3 separate regions of the Mus musculus genome follow, and all the other regions are linked to region 3. A link is a contact called in public promoter capture Hi-C data. All regions are on one chromosome and are shown on one strand. Each heading gives the region's core, a stretch centred on a gene start, on an enhancer-like site or on the middle of the called end of the contact. The rest is flanking DNA. Distances are from core to core; before and after follow the strand shown.

Evidence for each region. Promoter capture Hi-C pulls out the DNA fragments that hold promoters and counts their contacts. Capture Hi-C pulls out chosen DNA fragments and counts their contacts.
Region 1: a contact with region 3 is called in a promoter capture Hi-C map of liver, with 5 times the contacts expected there. The contact joins the promoter of Ndufa3 here to the promoter of Zfp78 in region 3. A contact is called at or near these places in 1 of 39 promoter capture datasets (liver), 2 of 484 Hi-C or Micro-C datasets (B cells and CD4 T cells), 1 of 115 datasets of contacts at active chromatin or transcription factors (astrocytes) and 1 of 9 other capture datasets (adipose tissue).
Region 2: a contact with region 3 is called in a promoter capture Hi-C map of adipose tissue, with 4 times the contacts expected there. The contact joins the promoter of Leng1 here to the promoter of Zfp78 in region 3. A contact is called at or near these places in 2 of 39 promoter capture datasets (liver and pre-B cells) and 1 of 9 other capture datasets (adipose tissue).

What each region holds. Positions count from the first base shown.
Region 1 is chr7:3,615,003-3,619,151 of GRCm38.p6, reverse strand. Ndufa3 (NADH:ubiquinone oxidoreductase subunit A3) reads right to left here and starts at 1,779. Exons shown (of 4, transcript NM_025348.3): 1 at 1,745-1,779; 2 at 1,461-1,535. The coding sequence starts at 1,754. Oscar (osteoclast associated receptor) reads left to right here and starts at 2,995. Exons shown (of 5, transcript NM_001290377.1): 1 at 2,995-3,111; 2 at 3,636-3,668. The coding sequence starts at 3,075.
Region 2 is chr7:3,663,157-3,667,316 of GRCm38.p6, reverse strand. It overlaps Leng1 (leukocyte receptor cluster (LRC) member 1), which reads left to right and starts at 1,477. Exons shown (of 4, transcript NM_027203.3): 1 at 1,477-2,001; 2 at 3,456-3,635. The coding sequence starts at 1,870. Tmc4 (transmembrane channel-like gene family 4) reads left to right here. Exons shown (of 15, transcript NM_181820.2): 12 at 139-269; 13 at 343-498; 14 at 1,137-1,215; 15 at 1,309-1,563. The coding sequence ends at 1,377.
Region 3 is chr7:6,361,769-6,366,115 of GRCm38.p6, reverse strand. Zfp78 (zinc finger protein 78) reads right to left here and starts at 2,808. Exons shown (of 5, transcript NM_001025163.1): 1 at 2,769-2,808.

The DNA of each region.
Region 1 (4,149 bases), core at 530-3,029, 2.7 Mb after region 3:
CATGAAAGGAATGTATCAGGTTAGTGTTGCTGATACAAGTTAATAACCACATGTTAATTTCACATCTTAAACTACACATGTTAAGGGGCTAGAGATGGCTCAGCAATTAAGAACACTTGCTGCTTTGCAGAGTTTGGCTCCTAGCACCTTTTGACTCCAGTTCCACAGCATCCAACAAACGTATCTGGCTTTTGTGAGCACTCCCACATATGTGGATACAGAAACACAGATAACATAGTGTGTAAAAGCTGAGGGGGCTGGGAGATGGCTCTTCAGGTAAGGAGAGTACTTTCTAGTCGTCCAGAAGACTTGAGTTCAATCCGCAGCAGCCATGTCAGGCAGCTCATAAATGCCTAATATCTCCCACTCCAAAGGAAAAAGAACCTACGTCCTCTTCTTGCCTCCAGAGGCGCACACACATTTTTAAGAAAAGATACGTGCCGGGCAGTGGTGGCGCATGCCTTTAATCCCAGCACTTGGAAGGCAGAGGTGGATTTCTGAGTTCGAGGCCATCCTGGGCTACAGAGTGAGTTCCAGGACAGCCAGGGCTACACAGAGAAACCCTGTCTCGAAAAACCAAATAATAATAATAATAATTAAAATAAAATAAAATAAAGATATGCAGGGATGGTGGCTCAGGCGTGTGATATCAACACATAAGAACCCAAGGCAGACTGCTGTGAGTTTGAGGCCCACTTGAGCTAAGTGATTTGTATCCTCTATAAAAAAGAAAACTGAAAAGATTCAGAAGAAGTCAGTTCAAGGAAGTTTTTAACCTTAGTGTGGTGAGAGAGCTCAATAGTTAAAATTACCTGCTCACTGGAACTCAGAATGAGCACTGACTCCAGTAAGTTGTCCTCCGACCCCCCAAACCCAACTGGTAGCCAACACACACACACACACACACACACACACACACACACACCTTAAAAAATGTAATTTTAACTTTAAGAACGAACCAAGTATACATTAAATCACTATTTCAACATATAATCAATTAAAACCACATACATTAGAGCATTCTAGGTCTTTGAAAGTCAGGGTGGTAGATAGCTGGTGGTGGGTTTTAGAACTTCTCTGTCACACTCCAGGCCAGCAATACTGACAATTTTGGTACTGTGATGGCTGCCAAATCCAAGGCCTCACCCCAGACTTTCAGAATGAAAATTTAACAGGTCACCTCCATCTCCCGGGCTTCAATGCATCAGAACTGTGAGTAACCCTGTCCCACTGCAAGGTGGGAGGCTTGCTGAGAGATTTGCATAAGTCAGACTTCGCCGAGGAGTTCTGCCTACAGAGTCAAACTGAGTTGAATGTGCACCTCTTGTGTGTGGTGAGGGAAGAGCGACAGTAATGTCAGGATATGGCTGGCAAGGGGATGCGAGATGAAACTGTGCCGTGGAATGCTGATGACTTCCGGGTGGAGGATGCACTTTCGCGCCGGGGAAGGGGGCACTCACCGAGGCCCCAGACAGAGAAGGACACCACCAGCACCGGCTCCTTCGCCCAGGCATTCTTGAGGAAGGCAGAGATTCCTAGAGAGGTGAGAAGACAGTCACCCTTGGGGACTACTGCGGTGACCTCTAACACTCTCGTATCACCCCTGCTCTGCACCCTCGTGACTGCCGCGCCCCTATTCTGGGACGGATTACCGGTCCCCAAGGCTCCACTGAGACTCAGCCACGGATCAGCCCACAGTTTCCTGGAACTACTTGATCCCCGCGAGCTCCAAACCTGTACTTACTCCCGGCCATCTTGTTCTTGGCGGCGACAAGGAGCGGAGCTCTCTGGGAGTTGTGGTCCTTCTCCTTGCGTGAGGCCCCGCCCCTTGGGCGAGGACGTGGACCCTTTCGGGAGTTGTAGTTCTGGAGTGAGGCTTAAGAGGACTGAAAGATTTAAACCACCTTGAACACCTGCTGGCCTCACCATTTTCTTATAGTTTATAACTCAGCAAATGCATCGGAGAAGTAACATAACGTTCTCCTGTAATAAAGTCAGCTTTGGGCTGGAGAGATGGCTCAGAGCTCTGTCTGCTCTTCCAAAGGTTTAATTTCCAGTAACCACATGGTGACTGACAACCATCTGCAATGGGATCTGACGCCCTCTTCTGGTGTGTCTGAAGACTGCAACAGTGTACTCATAAATAAACCTTAAAAAAAAAAAAGTCAGCTTTACATTGAGATCACATCTAGACATAAGCTCATTCTGGAAATTCTAAATTAATCCCAAATATATTAAGGACTGCCTGTGCTTTGTGTTACTAGCATGCAGATCATGGCTTTTCCCTCCATCTGCCCCTTAGTGCTGAAAACTGAAACCAGGACAGGCTAGGCTACCCATCTCCGATTGAGCCACTCCTCCGTCCACTTGCTGATAGATTCTACTATCCCAGGTCCCTGCTGGTGGATTTTAGGCATATCTTTTATTGTTGAGCCACATTTTTCAGCCCTTTCATTACTTTTTATTTTGAGACAGGGCATTAAATGGCTCAAGTTGGCCCTGCAATCTTTGAACTTGACAGCCTCCTGCCTTGGTTTCTCAAGCTGGTGAGATTACAAGCCTGAGCCTCTAAGATAATGCACATCACTTAAAAAAATTAACATATCTGGACTGGACAGTGAGAGCAGTAATGGAGTCTGAGCCTTCTCTTGTTACCGGCATAGTACATATTGTACAGCAAGCTTCTTTTTCCCTTTCTACCTTTTTGTTTTGTTTTTTTTGTTGTTGTTGTTGTTTTTTTCCTCTTTTCCATTTTTCTTCCTCCCACCTGCCCCTTTCCTTTCTCTCCTCAGTGCTGAGGCTACTCTGGGCAAGTGGTCTTCTACTTAGCGACAACGTCCTCAGCCCTCCTCCCCAACTTTTAAGTTAAATTAAAGAACACCAGAGGCTATGACTGTTCCATCTTGCAACTTTTTCCAAGACAATGAAACTATGACACAGTTACCCAGGAGCCTCCACCTGACTCCTCTGTTCCCTAAACAGGACTCTCACATGGCTTTCTGGTGTTGCTTCATTTCCTCAGAGTGAAAAAGGCAGGGTCAACCTTTTCCTCAGCTCCACGGAGAGTGCCCACCATGGTCCTGTCGCTGATACTCCAGCTGTCGACTCTCTGTGAGCTGTCCCTCCCCTGTGTGTGGATCCTTGGCTGGGCTGAGGGCTATATCTGTTCATATGGAATTCAACATCCAATTTAGAAAAAGGAATCAGGACTGGTACCCAGATACCTGAGTCCTAAACGGGGGAAGACAGATTGCTGGGTCGGGGGTGAGCATAGGTTTCTCTGGATCTCCAGGCAGAGGAGAGTAAGGGATATCTAGGGGTCAAAGAATGTATTCAGTTCTCATGGTAAATGGGCAAGTCTACTGTGCTGGAGGGAGGGGGCATCTAAACCTTCAAACCCCAAGGCAGAGAAACCCCAAGGAGCAAAGTATTGTTCTTAGGAAAGGTGGGGAACAGAGGCCTGTCCTCTTGGGTCAGACAGCAGCTTCTTAAGTATGGGGAATGGAAGTACAGAGTTTTGCTTGATCCTAAAAAAGACGGTGGCAGGCTTCATGTAATCAGAGTCTAGGGCTCCTTAGAGGGGAGACGGTAGTCCACAAAGGGCTTTGTAAAAACCAACTCTTCACCTTCTGCAGGGCCTGCATGCCGTGCTGACTTCACACCAACAGGTGAGTGGGAGACTCCACCTGCTCTATGCTATGCTGCTCACACCTCGCCTCCAACAACTCATTTTATCTTTGTGCCTAGCTTCACCCCAGATTCCCTCATTCCCCTCTCTTCCTCTCTCCTTCCATCCCTTCCTCCACTACATACCTTGCCTCTTTTCTTCTCCCTTTTCTCCTGTCTCTTTCCCTTCCCCCTTTCATAGCCTTCCTTCCTTCTTCCTCCATCCCCTCCTCCTTGCCCCCTGCATGTTGCTCTCTTCTCCCTTCACTTTGTCCTTCATCTCTTTAGTAACCACTATAGGTGAATAGAGATGACCATGAATGTGGATGTTAAGGAGACCTAGACAATCTTGTTCATTATTGCATGTCCTTGAACAAACCAGGGGTCTTAGCCGGGCGTGGTGGCGCACACCTTTAATCCCAGCACTCGGGAGGCAGAGGCAGGCAGATCTCTGGGTTCGAGGACAGCCTGGTCTACAGAGTG
Region 2 (4,160 bases), core at 228-2,727, 2.7 Mb after region 3:
TGGAAGTCAGAGTCCTATTGGCTCAGAGATCTGGTCCCAGCCCCCAAAGGAGGCCAAAGCTCCAAGATAAGAAACAGGGAAAAGCAAAGGATTGACTCTTGAGTCTTACACCTCCATTTCCTCGCCTCTCCCTACCAGATAACCCTCTTCTCCATCTACTCACCGGCTTCCCGCACCTTCCGAGCATCCACGGCAAACTTCTTTTTCCCCCTGGTTCTCCTTGTGGGTCTGGCGATCTCTGCAGTTCCCGTGCTTTACAGTATCTTCCTGTAAGTACGAGAGACTTCTGTTTGTTCTCACTCTAGCTCGACTTGACTGAATCCAGTGTGTCTCCCCCTACAGGATCCCACCTTCGAAACTGTGTGGCCCGTTCCGCGGGAAGCTGTCCATTTGGGCCCAGATCCCTGAGGCCATTGAGAGCCTCCCTCAGACTGCCCAGAATTTTCTCTACTTTCTGGGAACCCAAGCTTTTACTGTACCTCTTCTGATCCTCTCTAGGTGAGCAGTCAGACTTTGAATGTGTGTAATTTAGTGTTTGAAAGAGAAAGGAGTTTCTGGGCACCTGAGTGCTAGAGAGGTGGGCTGGGTGCCTATATACAACAGAGACGTGGGGCTGGCCGGGATGCCTATAAATCAAGAGCAGGAGAGTCGGAGTGTGAATGCTTAGGGTCTAAGAAAAGACATCTGGGTTTGGATTCCTGGTCTGAGGAAAGGAGGGCTAGGGTGTGGATTTATCGATTTGATGAAGGGGGAGGAGGTATGGAGCCTGAACCTCTAGTTTAACCTCTGGTTAAAGGGTCTGAACTTTTGGGTCTAAAGAGAGAGGATAAAGACTTGTGTTCAGAGTCTCAAAAAGGGTTTTAAGGGATTTGAGGATCCTGATATTGGTTTCTTTAATTTACTTATTCATTTAATTTTTATGTGTGTTGGTATTTGGACAGTGTGACTGTCTGTGTGAAGTAACGAACTTGAGTTACAATTGTAAGCTGCCATGTGGGGCTGGGAATTGAACCCCGGTCCTTTGGAAGTGCAGCCAGTGCTCCGGTTACGAGCCATCTCTCCAGCCTGGTTTCTAAGGAGCCATATGATGAAGATGATTGTTTTTCTAGAGTGATTTTCATTCCTGTCTTCCATAGCATCCTGATGATGTATACCGTAGCCCTGGCTAACTGTTACGGACGCCTCATCTCTGAGCTCAAACGCCAGATAGAGACGGTGAGCCAGGCTGATTTCCCCGGAAAGGGCTCTATGAGACTATGAAAGAAGAATGAAAAGGTGTGCTTCACTTTCGCTCCTTTTTGCCCGCAGGAAGTGCAGAATAAAGTCTTCCTGGCCCAGCGAGCTGTGGCTCTGAGCTCAAGGAATGGAACTTCCTGATAAGTCTGGCTGAACCTTCAGCCCCTCAGCTTCAGTGACTTCATATCAAGTGATGGGACTCTTTCATCTCTGGAACCAAATTCCCCGCCCTCTGCCACCCGAATGCTACACTCTCAATTGAACCGTATTAATAAACAACAGTCAAGGCCGCTTTGCGTTTTGAAACCCCGTTCTGAAGCCTCGGACGGGGTTTGGGGAGGGGCCAGGTCCAAATCGGCCTGAAGAGCTAGGTTATGTCTGCTTAAAGGAATAGACAGGCAACAGCCTCATCAAGCAGCGTCCGGGGGTGGAGCAACTCAGGTTACAAATGCTTAGGATTGGCTGAGATGGAAGGCTCTCAGCCAATAATCTCTAAACAAGGCTAGGATGGGACGTGACAATTGGCCCAGAACCAATGCACGAGCAAGGGTGGAACCATGGGGCGGGAGCATCCTCGAGCCAATCGGAAGTGCTGAAGAGTGGGCCTGACAGTCCGAGGTCGGCACTGGAGCCATGAATATCTTGCCGAAGAAGAGCTGGCACGTCCGGAACAAGGACAATGTTGCCCGCGTGCGGCGCGACGAGGCCCAGGCCCGGGAGGAGGAGAAGGAGCGGGAGCGGAGGGTGCTGCTCGCCCAGCAAGAGGTAAGCCTGGGGACCGCCCAGAAGCGCGGCGGGCCTAGCTATCACTCGGTGCCGGGAGCGGGTCTGTGTGTTCGACGATGTTTCTCTGAAAATCCTGTGCTAACTTCCAAGAAACCTTCCTAGATTTCCCCACTGGTGTTGAGGGACCAGAGACTAGCATACTGGAAGAGTTGGACAAATATTCTGATTACTTTATAGGTTGCCCGCACAAGTTAATTACTGATCACCCACTCTGTGTATGCTCCCTTCCTTCTGAGCGCTTGCTTTGAGAAATTCCCTCTTAGAACAACTTGGAGGGGTGCGGTCACCTTGCTCTGAGTACAACGGCTTCAGCAAGGAGGGCAAAGGGCGGACAAGCCGGGGTCCACTTCGTTGGGCATGTCTTTTCTCCCTCCCTCATTGCTTGCCAAGAAAAGAGCATCTGGAGGTTTTATTTGGAACAGGGTCTGTGTAGCCGTGGCTGTTATGGAACTGGCTACGTAGACCAGGCTGGTCTTGAACTCAGCTTGCCTGTTCCACTTGAACGCTAGTATTGAAGACCACACACACATCACAGACTCTAAGTTACTCGATTAGTTTGGTTTACACTTAAGTCCCTTGGCCAATCTGATCATGAATTAGTGTGGGCTTAAAAAAAAAAAAAAAAGCCGGGTAGTGGCGGTGGCGCACGCCTTTGATCCCAGCACCTGGGAGGCAGAGGCAGGTGGATTTCTGAGGCCAGCCTGGTCTACAAAGTGAGTTCCAGGACAGCCAGGGCTACACAGAAAAACCCTGTCTTAAAAAACAAAACAAAACAAAACAAACAAACAAAAAGGTGACGCTTGTAATTAATCCCAGATACTAAGGCTGCAGAAAGGGGAGAATTGTGAATCAGAGACCATCCCTATCTGGGGTCAGGTTGTACTTGGAGTGGTGACCTGGAGCCATACCTTGGATTTAGATCCTTTGTCCAGAAAGCAATATTTGATTACCTTACAAGTTTGGGAGTATATACATACTTGTGTTGGGGACTGAATTTGGAACTACACACAAGGCAGGGGCTCTATGGCTGAACAAGCCACCTATACCTATACCTGAGTGGGTTTTCCTTGCATCACTTGAGACTGGGAAGCCTTCTGTTTTAGGTCAGGGATCTTCTCTGAACTATCTCTGATAGCCCAGTTTACTGTCTAAAAACATCGATTCTCCACTCCAAGTTAGAAATGGTATCTCTTCTTGCTCTCAATATTTGCCCCACCCCCACCCCCTCTTTTCAAGACAGGATTTTTCTGTGTAGTCCTGGAACTAACTCACTCTGTAGACCATGCTGGCCTTGAATTCAGAGATCCATGTGCCTCTGTCTCCTGAATGCTAGGTTCAAAGGTGTGTGCTACCACTGCCCTCCCTGCCCATGGACCATTCTTGTATCCTCAGCACTTCTGGGTTCTGAATGTCTTCCCTATAACCCTTCATAGGCCCGTACGGAATTCCTACGGAAGAAAGCCAGGCAACGAAACTCAGTGCCTGAGCTGGAAGCAGCAGACCCAGGAGCTCCAAGTTCTGGCCCTGTGGACCTGTTTAGGGAGCTGCTGGAAGAAAGGAAAGGAGTTCCCAGAGGCAATAAAGAGCATGAGGAAGAGAAGCGACGGGAAAAGGTAAGTTGGCCTCATTTTTTGGTGGAATCATGGGGGTGGGGACTGGCTGTGACTGTTAGGATATGGTGATAAGCACTCTAAAATTTTTAGAATATGACTGAGAGATATTACCTGTAAGTTGGTTACTGCTGTACAGCACTTAAACTGGCTAACCTTTTCCCATGGGACTAAAAAAAGTCTTAAGCTATTTTATTTTTGAGATGAGGTCACAACTACACAGACCAGGGGTGCTTTCCAATTCTCAATCCCCCTGCCTTGGCCTCCTGAGCCAAGTGTTGGGATCATAGGCACTCATCTCCAGACAGCATTTGTGCTTTTCAAACTGACTTGTACTGTGGCTCTCCTCTCTCTCGTCGAACTTTGAAGGTGCTATCTCCCACTGAAAAATCACTCCTCCACTTTGCTTTTCTGCAGGTTTTTCCTTAAACTGTTCCCAAAGCTTCTCCCATCTTCACTACTGCACAGGCCGCAGCCTCTCTTTCTTCCTCCTCCTGCAGATAAGCCCCTGGTGCTTCCTGAATGGTC
Region 3 (4,347 bases), core at 1,559-4,058:
CTAATTTAAAAACAACAAAAATTTTAATCCAAAATCCATAATAAAAGAAAGGAAAACCACAGTGGCCTTTCACAAACTCTTTCAGAGATAACACTGGTTGCTTATAAATTACAGCTTGTTTCACACACACACATGCACACACACACATACACACACACTCACACACATACACTCACACACATACACATACACACACACTCTCACACAAACACATACATACACACATACACACACACACACACACACATACACACACACATACACATACACACACACACACACATACACACACATACACACACACACACACACACACACACACACACACATCCTAGGAACTTACATTCCAGTTACTTTCTTACACAAAAAACCCACCCACTGATATTTTTCATCCCTGTCAGTCAAATGTGCGCACACACAGGCCAGACACAGGCATACTCCAATCTTACTGTGCACACCGACATAGTTTTTCACAGCCCAGTTTCTTTCTTACACACACATATACACACATACACAAGTGTGTGCCGTGACCCTTTTCATTCAACTTCTCCAAAGAGCTTCATGCATTTGCTGATATTTGATATATTAGTATATCTGGTTCTCATTGCATGAGCTTTTTCTGAGTTTTAGAACAAACTCTGTTTACCTCAGATAGGGGACAGACCTACGTAATAATCCCACAAAAATCCAACTTGGTGGAACAACAGGTTTATTGGGCTTTTTTACAGAGCACGGGTAAAGAATTATTTATAGGAGCATGGGTAACCCCAAAACTTCTGTATCACCCCAAAGTCTCACCCTATCATAGATGACATCTTCATGAATTCTGCATTGGAGTTGTCCTTTCAGTTAACCCTCACTTCCTATATCCTCTAACATCTACCAGGAGACACTGTGACTATGGCACTCCTGTAAGAGAAAGTATTCCACTGAGGCCTGCTTAATTTCAGAGGTTTAGTTCATTATCATCAGGGTAGGGACATAGTGGCACACAGGCAGACAGACAGACAGACAGACAAAGTTCTGGGGAAGTAACTGAAAGTTCTACACCCAGAACCACAGGCATCAGGAAGAAAGAGCCACTGGGCCTGGCTTGGGCGTTTGAATCCCCAAAGCCTACCTCCAGTGACATACTTCCTCCAGTAAGGCCACACCTACCCCAACAAGACTACACCCACTCCAACAAGGCCACACCTTCTAATTCTTCTCAAGTAGTAGCCTGATGACTAAGCATTCAAGTATATGAGCCTATGAGGGCCATTCTTATTCAAACCAGCACATTTCACTCCCTGGCCCCCTTAGGCTTGTAGCCATATCATAATGCAAAAATGCACTCAGTTCAACTTCAAAGGCCTTCATAGTCTATCACAGTCTCAACACTAAAGTCCAAAGTCAAAATCTCTTCTGAGACTCATGCAATCTCATAACTGTAGCCCTGTAAAGTCAAAATTAAAAAGCAGATCACATGCTCGCAACATACAATGCCAAAGCATACACATTATTTCCAAAAGTGGGGCTGGAGAAATGACTCAGCAGTTAGGAACACTGGATGTTCCTCTAGAGGACTGGGGTTCAATTCCCAGCACCCACATGGCAGCTTACAACTGCCTGTAACTCTAGTTCCAGGAGATCCATGCCTCCAGCCATGCATTTGGTGTACATATTTGTGCATGCAGGCAAAATATCCATACAAGCAAAAATAAATAAATCTTTAAAAATAAAAACACATTCCAAAAGGGAGAGAAAGGAGCACAATAAGAAAATCAATACTGGACCAAAGAACAAAGACGGAAAACAAGCAGGGCAAACTCTAAATTCTGCATCTCTGTGTCATTCAGATCTCCGAATCCTTTCAGCTTTGCTGACTGCCACGTACTTCTCTGTCTTGGGCTGGTTCCACACTCAGGCTGCAGCTACCCCACGACTCTAGTATCTCCAACATCTTGAAGTCTCCAACACAATCCTATCTTCACTTTACCCACTTCCCTCAACGGCCTCTCAGGATTTCTATGCAGGGATACAATACTCCTGTCAGAAAGCTCTTTGAATCCTTTCCTTTTGAGTCGCTATGGACACTTCATCACGTAAGCATGGCTGTGTAAATCATTTATCTGAGTGTGGGTTGCACACGCCTGTAATTACAGCACTTGGAAGGCTGAGTTAGGAAGATCAGAGTTCCAAACTCATCCTCTACTTACATAAAGAGTTTGAGGACTGCTGGATTACATGACATTCTGTCTCGAAACATCAACAAAAGGACTGGCATCTGGTGATCAACCTCAGCTCCTGTCCTCTCCTGGATGGGGTTTGGGACTGATCCTCTAATCCCGTTTAGCGTCTGCGATGATCAGCACCGACTCTGAAACTACCTTGAGTCTTGTCAGCCATCAATCAAGAGCAGTCAACAAGGTATTTATTACTTTGGAGATTCCAAGCATTTAAGTGCTGTAATGCAGATCACTGGAAGACACACTTATCATCATACATTTCACAGTTCTCTCACAATCACAGCACTTATTTCTCTCAGACTCTGTCTCCCTCTCTCACACCGAAAACTTACAGCCCAGTTCCTTTCACACACGCACGGGCCTGGCACACCCAAGCACAGACTTAGATCCGGACGCCCAGTCGTCTGAGCTTTCGTGCCCCCTAGATTCCACGCAACCGCCTGCCTACCTCCAGACAGAAAACACAGGGACCACGAGGATCTCCCCTGCCCGCAGCGCTCGGGCTCCCACTCCCTAACAAGCGCCCGCTAGCTGCCTTACCCAGACGCTGTCAACCGAGGAACGCTGGGAGGTTTCCTACAAGCTATGTGTGCGCAAGCGCAGCCTCTGCCAGCGACGACCTAAGAGCTTAATCTGAGAAAGGTGGGGCTGAAGGGGCGTGTACTCAGCGAAGTCTGCGATGAGAAGCGGGTACTACGGAGAACAGTTTCTTAGACTGAGGGTGAAGGCAAAGCTAAGCAGAGAAGAGCAAGGGTCTCAGAAGTTTGATGTGAGGGGCTGGGCTTAGATAGGAAGGTTCCCAGAAGAAACTGGAGTAAGGGGCGGGGCTTGGTGGAGAAGGGGCGTGTTCTCAGCAGAGTCCCTGGAGAGGGCGGTACTAAGTGGGTAAGGGGCGGGAGCTTATCCGTATTAGGTGAGGGGCGGGGTTATCAAGTAGGGCGGGTTCTCAGCTCTGTGTGAGGTGAGGTGAGGGCAGGGATTAGAGGAGGGGCGGGTTCTCAGAAGAATCCGAGGTGAGGGCGGGGCTTAGCAAGAACGGTTGGTCTCCGCCTCCGGAGGTGAGGGCGGAGCTTGGAGGAGAAGGGGCGGGTTCTCAGCGGCTCGTGTGAGGGCGGTGCTAAGCATTGAAGGAGTGGGTTCTCGGCAATCTGAAGGGGCGGGGCTTAGCCAGTAGGGCGGTTCTCCTCACAGTCAGAGGTGAAGGCGGGGCTTGAAGAAGGGGCGGGTTCTCAGCAGATTCTAGAGGGCGGGACTTAGTATAGAAGGGGCGGGTTCTCAGCAAAATCTAGAGGGCGGCGGGGCTTGAGGCGAAAGAGCAGGTTTTCAGCGTAGTGCATGGTGAGCCTGGCGCTAAGCAGAAAAGGGGAGGGTTTACAGCATTCTGAGATGAGGGGCAGGGCTTAGCAAGTAGGGAGGTTCTCCCCGCAGCCCGAGGTGAGGGCGGGGCTTGAAGGAGAAGGGGCGGCTTCTCAGAGGAGTCAGAGAAAAAGGGCAGAATTTGAGGAGAAAGGCACCATTTAAGACTGTTTGCAGAACGGATTGGAGCTGTGACAGTGTGTGGCTGAGTGCGTGATTATACAGAAGGGTTGCCCAGGATTCCTAGCCGTGTCGGTTAGGGCGAGTCTTGCGCCAGCTCTTTGTTAGGCTCCCCACCCTTTCGTGAGGCTTCCCTCACACTCTTTTGTGAGCCTCCTTGATGTCACTGTCCCTTACTTAACCAAGCTCGATCTTTATTGTTAGTTTTTGAGATTATAATTTTTGTAGAGGGAGATTTGAGGTGGTTAGCCCAGACTAACCTCCGAAATGGGTAACTCTTGATCTTTCTGTATCCATTCGTTTTCTTCCAAATTGAAATCAATGGTGTGAGCCCCCACGACGCAAGGCTTGGAAGTTTGATCTTTGCGGGAAAGCTTTGCTACAATAAAAACAGCCACTATTCTACATCTGATTGTCTCCTCCCTCCCACTCATGTTGATCACCTCTGGGATCAGCAAACCAGCATATGTTTCACCTACAAAATGGGAATGTCATAATGTTGGAAGCAGCAAATACGACAATGTCATAGGAACCAAAATATAAGAGTCAGATTTTTTTTCTTTTTTTTTCTTTTTTTTTTCCT